Linked DNA regions of Danio rerio: region 2 is linked to region 1. The links are chromatin contacts, called in public HiCAR-type maps. All regions are on one chromosome and are shown on one strand. The core of a region is the stretch at or near the end of the contact, and the rest is flanking DNA. Distances in the headings are between cores, read along the strand shown. Region 1 overlaps tnrc18 (trinucleotide repeat containing 18). Region 2 overlaps rnf216 (ring finger protein 216).

Evidence for each region. HiCAR-type assays count read pairs that join an accessible place to other places.
Region 2: a contact with region 1 is called in a HiCAR-type map of caudal fin, with 5 times the contacts expected there. The contact joins two enhancer-like sites. A contact is called at or near these places in 6 of 18 Hi-C or Micro-C datasets (caudal fin, embryo, fibroblasts and 2 more) and 3 of 4 datasets of contacts at active chromatin or transcription factors (caudal fin, embryo and gastrula embryo).

The regions. Positions count from the first base shown.
Region 1 is chr3:39,363,143-39,367,262 of GRCz12tu, forward strand. It overlaps tnrc18 (trinucleotide repeat containing 18), which reads left to right. Exons shown (of 30, transcript XM_073944922.1): 2 at 1-298. The coding sequence starts at 88. Among named protein-coding and RNA genes, the nearest start is that of tnrc18, 27 kb to the left of the region's middle. Within about 2 kb of position 2,654, at least 7 of the 62 cell types and tissues checked have an H3K27ac peak or open chromatin away from gene starts, as enhancers often do. A contact at or near this core is called in caudal fin, where this site is marked.
Region 2 is chr3:39,586,403-39,590,258 of GRCz12tu, forward strand. All of the region lies in intron 13 of rnf216 (ring finger protein 216), which reads right to left. Among named protein-coding and RNA genes, the nearest start is that of rnf216, 31 kb to the right of the region's middle. Within about 2 kb of position 1,914, at least 45 of the 62 cell types and tissues checked have an H3K27ac peak or open chromatin away from gene starts, as enhancers often do. A contact at or near this core is called in caudal fin, where this site is marked.

The DNA of each region.
Region 1 (4,120 bases), core at 1,404-3,903:
GAATCTAGGGACATTATAGCCTTTAAGACTGGCTCATTCGGATTTACCCGATCGGACTGTTTTTTTGATCAAGTTGGGTCATTGTGGATGATGGATGGCCGAGACTTCGGACCCCCCAGATCTGTTCACGTACCGCCGCCCATTCTCTCGGGGCTGCCCATGGAGTCACACCGACTCGGCGCGGCCGCTGCAGCCGGCAGAATACCACCGTCTCCCGGCCATCTGGGCGCGGGGCACCCGGCGGCTCTACACACTGGAAAATATCTTTCATCGGCGATGAACCTACATTCTCACCACAGTAAGTGCAGTTTTAATTTCCCCCCTTTAAAAATGCGCTTTTAAAGAAGTGAGAAACGCACAAAAAGGAAAGCGCTTTCCTTTTCTTTCAGACTTTTCTCTCCAGTGCTCGCTATTTCATATCGCTGGATATGGCTTTGGGTAAACATGGGAAAGGAAATGATCATGTTTAATAGGGTTAATAATGATGTAATGCGTCGTTTATTTAACTATATAAGGATGATGTTGTGTGTATAAAATCCGTGTAATGTTGATTCACCTTAAACACTACAAGCAGAACTCGCGTTCATCTTCAGGTCGGCTACAAACGCTTATACGCGTGTAGTTGTAGTGAAACATTTCTGCGAGCAGTTGTTTTTAAAAGCAGTGTAGTTTCACCCCAGATCACCGTACAATCCTTCACTCGCCCGCGAACAGTTCTCAAGGAAAATGCTAAAACTGTGGAAAGTAATGCGTGTTGGCACACGTTAAATAATTCAGCTGCTGGAGTAAAGCACGAGGTGTGTTTTGGCCAAAAGACCTAATGTTTTAACTAGGAACCATTGAAAATCGACAGCATGGATTCATGACTGAAATTGCCCCATTTGTTTTCCATCACTCCCCCTCCACTGACTGGGGCAAACACTACAATTATTGCTCTTCTCGAGTGAACTATTGCTTTCCCTGTCACCTCAGCTCCGACCCTTGTGCTCAGAAATGCTCTTTAAAGTCCAGACTGCGTATTAAAGGAAAGTATGATTGCAGAGATGCAGCTTTAAATGTACGTTTAGATCTGCAAATGTTATGACCCAGTCTGAATACATGTAGTTGATTTTACAGTAACGTGTTGATATGTTCTATTGTCATGCGGTTTAGTCATTTATTTAGTATTTGTTGCTTAATTTAAGAAACAGATCTTTATATTGTGGTCATTATAAGATGACTAATGTGTTGCACAATCTATGTTGAAAAAGTCATACTTAATGAGCCTTTTCAGGAAAAGAATCCACTAATTTGTACTCCATATAGGCGTTGGGCCTTACTTTACTGTTTAATTGGAAGCTAATGAGAACATTGTGTTGTTATTTCTCTTCAAGAATGCAAAAAATGAGTTTAGAGAAAGTGTTATGTCTTTCTGCAGCTAATAGATTGGAGTTTCTGTTACTGTCTCTGGTGATTATTGTGAAACGGTTGTTTCTGTCATGTGCCATAATTAAAATGAATGTGCTGCTGTTAATATAATGCAGTAGTCACTGATGTTTATTGTTATAGTTGTTTAAAAGTCTAAACTGTAAGTCCTCATTAAACAAACAACTGTCGAACTGTGTTAATGATGCCATATAGAGTAACTGTCTGGTGTCTTGGGGCTGGATACAATGCAAATTATTTCAAACAAACATCAAGCAAATAACAATCTATGTCAGTTTGTCATGAAACAGAATAATGCTTGAATTGTTTGTTAAATAATTAAAATCTGATGTTTCAATGTTGTCATTTTAAAAGTAATCGTATGGTATTAACAATATTTTGTAGATTTTTTTTATGTATAGAGTCACAGACTTTTTTTTTAATCCTCTTCAACAGATGCAACACTGCTGATCTCAGGAGAGAACGCTTTTAGATCTCTGTGAAAAGGAGATTTGACTTTGTTTAGGAGTGTTTAAGATGTCAGCAGTTTACCATTCCTTTTTCTATCTGCCTAAGAGAGCTTTGTATTAGTAGTTGCCGCCCTTACTCTAACCCTCGATTATGACATTTTTACACCGTGTTGTTCGATGTTTTATACTGATAAGATTTGGCTAGTGTAATAAATAAATTGTTACTGCATCTGACAGTACCTTACCCTTATTGGATAATTATCATTCAAAGATGATTGTTTTATTTGTATTGCCTTTAGCTTTGATGAGTCATTCAGTTCTTTGAAGAATAACAAAAAAATACACTGTGTGTGTGTGTGTGTGTGTGTGTGTGTGTACACACACACATACATGCATATCTCTATCTTGCCATTTCTTGGGTGCACAATCAATAGAACCAAGACCTTCAAAGGGCATGTGGTGCGTTTGCTCATGAGCTCAAATAAGTGCTGTTGTTTTTTTTTCCTTAAAAATCTGTCAGTGTTAGTGCTAAAACATTGTTTGTGCCACAAACACACCACATAGTGAAGTAATTGTGATTCTGACAACATGATTCAAGAGCAGTTATCTTAAAAATGTACTCCTTCCAAAGTGGTTTTGAGATTGCCTTTCTTATTGACATGTTTGTTTGTTTTTTATGGCTTTTTTCATAAATGGTCTTCATGCGTAGTTGCAATAAGTAGCGGATGCATCATATGTTTATGGAATGACTCAGTTTCCTGGGAACTGCCTGAACATTCCATTCTTTCCAATAATAACTGTTCAATAGCCAAATTTCCTCTGTTTGAAAGCGAAAACGGATCTCAGACTCTTGTTCAGTCGGCTCACCAGATTTTATGGAATATGTTGTTTTTGTGTTTGTGGTTTTTGGAAGAGCATCATCTAAGTGTGCTATAAAACAAAATTGTTCATCGTTCCGTGTAGGTGCACAATGTTGGGAAGTGAGGTTTTTAAACGATATTTTCAAGCGCTTTGTACACATGCATGCTTAAGTTGTAAAGCAAGGCTGCGTTTGAACGCAAATTTTAGTACCAGGTTACGAGGCAGAGAGGCTTCTGCTTTGCTGGATCTAAACCAAGTCACATGCGTGAAGACTTGAGGGGCATGTAAGCAAACTTCATGCCTGAAATTTCATGTGGGCTATATCAAAGTGTGCAATTTCAGTCCTAAATATACATGGCCTTGTACATGTTAGGTGGAAAGTAAGCGATTGTTATTTTGTTCCTTATGTGTGCTTTCCTGCTTGATTCAGAACTATTTTGCAGGTACTACACTTACTGAACTCTAAGACTTTGTACAATTGTGAGGACGAAGGAATAAAGCAGTTGTTTTTGAGAGGTTTTAACCCTGTAAATGAGTAATTTAGTTTGTAATATTGTTTGTCTCTTACACTTGAGGAAAGTAGATGCTTGAGCAAGCTAAAATAAGTGTAACTGCGGCTCTGTTTTTGGAAAGGGGTGGGTGTACCTTTTGGAGTTTCTGCACCAGCTTGGGAAGCAAACATGTACAACATTGAACACTCGTTCCAAAAATTTCACGCATGAATCCAACTTACCAGATGGCTGTTATTCTTGGATTTCTAAGTGACAACATTCTGTCCCTCAACTTTAATGCTTTACATTACCGTTATGGAAAGCTTTTTACTGAAATGTGGTTGAGGACCATTTCTATAGGAAGTACATATTTTTTTCCACAGGGCTGTAATTCATCTTAATGGCAACCATTTTTTCCTGCAATTTGACAAGGGCTCTATGCTTGCACTTGTTTTATAAACTAAGTCCTCATAATAGATCTACAGTGTTCAAAGTAGAGTTAATATTTCAGTCTGCCTTTTGAGTAATTTTGTGTCATTTTTGTGTTTATTTGTTTTTTTTTAAATGCACTTAAACATTAAATCTTGTGTTTTATGTTCATTTTTGTTCCCTAGCCAACGTGTGTTTCATCTGAGTGCTGGCTTTCTCATTTTGTACCATTTAGAACTTATTGCATTTATCTACTCATTTGATTTGCTTGTAAGGATCAACTGATTCAGATGTGTTTGAGCACCTCTTGATATTTACAGTGCAGCAATTGAAAACAAACCTGTAAACACCGCTGAAATGATATGAATCATCACCCAAAGGGCTTCGATTTTTGGCGTCTAGTAGGAAATGCCAGCAGATGTTGAGCTTAAAGAAGTGCTTTGAGAAATGAGTCCAGGAGTGTTT
Region 2 (3,856 bases), core at 664-3,163, 220 kb after region 1:
ATATGACAGCCAGCCTTCAGAGCAGAGATGCCCAAACTAGGGCCTGCAGGCCAATGTTGGCCCATGGTAACTTTTGATTTGGCCAGCCATTTCATCTGAGAAGAGAGGAAGAATTATAGGGAGGGTTTAGATTATCATTTCAAATCTAATATAATATTTTGTTTGTTTGTTTTACTGTTAAAACGTAAGTGAAATGAAACGTTTCAATTACATTACTCAGATTTACTTGAAATGCATAAATGATGGGTTGTGAACATCGCAGAGACTTTGGTGAGCAAATCAATGCAAAGGCAGATTCGGCTTGACTACTGTATTCAGTGAACTCCACTGTGTTTTTATCGGAATAAGTTATAATTTTAAAAGATATACTGCATTAGTTCATATGATTATTAATGTTTTTTATATATTTTTAAATATTCTGAAATAATTTAAGAAATTACTCATTGCAAATTTTACGTAATATAGTTTAGTATATTAACCTTCGGCCCAAAGTTTTTATTGAAATTTGGTATTTGGCACTTTATACAAAAAGGTTTGGGCACCCTTGATTTAGAGAAAAAGCCACCGGCCATGTTTAGATGTTCTGTCAACATTTAAAGTGTTTAAATACTGAGCCCACAACTTTGGATTTGGTAGGATACCAGAATCTATGACATAATCAGAGTATATACAGGAATCAGAGAGTGAAATTCAATCCCTTTTAAGACCTATTTTAAAACCATATAACCACTTTTCAACTGGAAACACTGGTAAGATTCTAACTGGCAGTATATTTACTAAATTAAAGTATGTAAGAAACTAATCCAAAACTAAAACCATATTTATATATTGAATAAAAATGTATTAAATCTAGCTAATTCAGCAGGTGAGGGCTTATAGAACTGCAGAAATAATGGTGTTCCCTTGGTTACTGCAGTAAACAAAGCAACATTATCTCAAATCTAGAAAGATTTTACTGATTTTACAAACTAAACAGCATAATAATATTCGCAAACTTAATTCAGGCAAACTTTAGAATACAACTATACATTGCATAATCAAAAATGAAAAATCTAAATTTAATACCTTGCAAAATAGCATTTAAGACTTCTTCATTCATTCATTCATTTTCTTGTCGGCTTGTGCACCCGGAGGAAACCAACGCAAAGGCTGGAAGAACATGCACACAGAAACGCCAACTGAGCTGAGGTTTGAACCAGCGACCCAGCGACCTTCTTGCTGTGAGGCGACAGCACTATCTACTGCGCCACTGCCTCGTCTTAAGACTTCTTAATAATATAAATAATTCCTTACATTTATATAGCACTTTTCTGGGCACTCAAGTCACTTTACACAAAGGGGGATCTCCTCATCCACCACCAGTTTTAAGGGGCTAAAATTTCTCCACATTGCCTTATCAACTTTTAATACTTTTTAAGACACCCTGATAATACTAAAACTGTTACAATAGGTAGTACAGTAGGTCATCCGGGGACTTCTTACATATTGTTTTTCGAATACTATGAACTCGAACATACTACTCGGCTTGCATACTGTTTTTATCAGACTATATAGTATGGAAGTATGCGATTTTGGATACAGCTACGCAGTTTAAGTCTGCAAGCACAGCAACTGCAGGATATAGGTATAAGTTATAAGCACAATTATCAAAAACTGTGGGTACTATATCCAGATGGATGTACAATGAGCATAATATATACATTGTATTAATGCAGCTGTTACAAGTTGTATTAATGCATCATGCATGCAGTGACCATTTTCCTGTGCACATTTTGTGAGTTCTTGAAAGTAAAACGGCATAAAGTAGCTAGAGAGCATGTTGCGACATCAGTGCAGGCACTCAGTGAATAAGCTCAGAGCTTCTCTCCTGAACGGCAGGCCTTATAAGGCAGAAGAGGAGATTTGCGGAGGATCTGATTGGGGGGCTGCTTGTTCTGGAGGAGCATGAGCATGAATGAGCCTCAGGGGGAGAACAGCACACCCACAGCATGTGCTAACACACACACAAACATCTCTGAGCCACGGCTACACATCATACAGCTACAACACAAAAGAGTTCGAAATAAGAGCTCAAGATTTCAGGGTTCGGCTTGTGATGAGACATATTAAAAGGCAAGGCTGAACAAACACTGCTTACTATAATCTCATGTAGGTCGAGCATGCAGCATGTCTGAATCTGGGCAATGGAATGTTGGAAAGATTGGAATATATACTAAATACACACCCTGGCATTTAAAAGGTGGGGCCAGTAAGACTGCAGACAAAAGAAATCATTAATTTAAGTGAGCAATGCATTCAATTGATCAAAAAAGACAGCCAAGACATTAATATTGGAAAGTTATGAATTTTTCGATATATCATTGTGTTCAACAGAATAAAGAAACCCATAACAGTTTGAAACCACCTGAGGGTGATTTTTAGGTGAACCTTAACCCTAATCTAAATGATAATTCTAGACCGAAAGTGGAACCTAAAATTAGGAATGCGCTTGACTAAAAACCAAAAAATGCTTGGCGATAAATTTTTATTAACGCTTTTAAAAAATAATATTTATTATTAACTTAAATTACACTAATTTAACAAAAACACAAGCCAATAAACTGAATGGGAATAACAGATTTAAGATGTTAACAAATCTCACAGATTGCGCTTTTTAACGTAAAACAGCAGCAGCAAGTTGGACATTATAAAAGTTACATTTAAATAAACTAAATCTGTCATTACATGAAGCTTGCGTGCAAAATCAAGAGATCTGGAAAACATGCTGCAGCTGCTGCAGTCTATCAAAGCCATTCTGAAAAACATGGTTGCGTGGAAAATAAACATTGCAAACACAAGCCAGTCCATTGAGCTAAAAAAAGGGAAAAGTTGGCAGATCTGCATGTGAAAGCAGCGACTAACCCAATCTCAGAGAGAAAAACAGCATTTTTTGAAATGTGCAAAAGCTAAATAAAAAAAGAAAACAATCTGGGTCAAATATGAACTGTACTACATTTCAAATTCGAAGAATCTGGGTCTAGCCAATGAGCATGTTGGATTCACTATGAGGGGTGGAGCCACAAAGGCAGTGGAGAGGGAAAAGTGTGTCAGTTATACAACTTTTTATCTTCACTAAGGGAAAAAGAGTGAAAGAGAAGGGCAGAGGAGAGGACGTCTCCTCGCCACTGAGCACAGGAACTTGAGGGCACGCATCCAAGAGACAAAGAGGAAAACCTGAAATATGAGCAGTCAAGCCATTAACAGGGCACTGGAATTCTGGAGCTTTCCACAGCCACCGACAAATGTGGGTTAAACAGCTGCAAACTTCTACTTACTTAATGATAAAAGCATGCAGGCACATTAAACCGCCAAAACAATCAGACAATGATTACCATCAATATTCAGAATACAAAACAAAACTAATAAGTGATAGAACATTGGCAGCCAATCAGAATCAACTGAAATATGAAGAGTTTGTGGAATTTAAAACTACGTCATTCTGGAGATGCTCTGCTTTATGTTAAGCGCTTTTTGCAAAACTTAAGTGGTTATACCATGGGGAAAATTATAAAAATACATAGAAGTTTAGTCAATTGAGAACCAGTTCTCATTTACAATGATGACCTGACCGAGAGGAAACATAAAAATGAGATATGAAGCAGCAGAGACACAACACCATAATAATCTCACAGATGCAGATAATAACAACCAGGGACAAACTAAAAACAAGCACAGTTATCTTGTACTATTAACAGGATTGAATTTCTAAAGGATGATAGTGGAACATAAGTGTTGAGCTTTAAGATCTGCAGCAGATGATTCCAAGCATCAGCAACAGAAAACTGAAAAGAGTAGCGAGCAAATGAACTGCGAACTA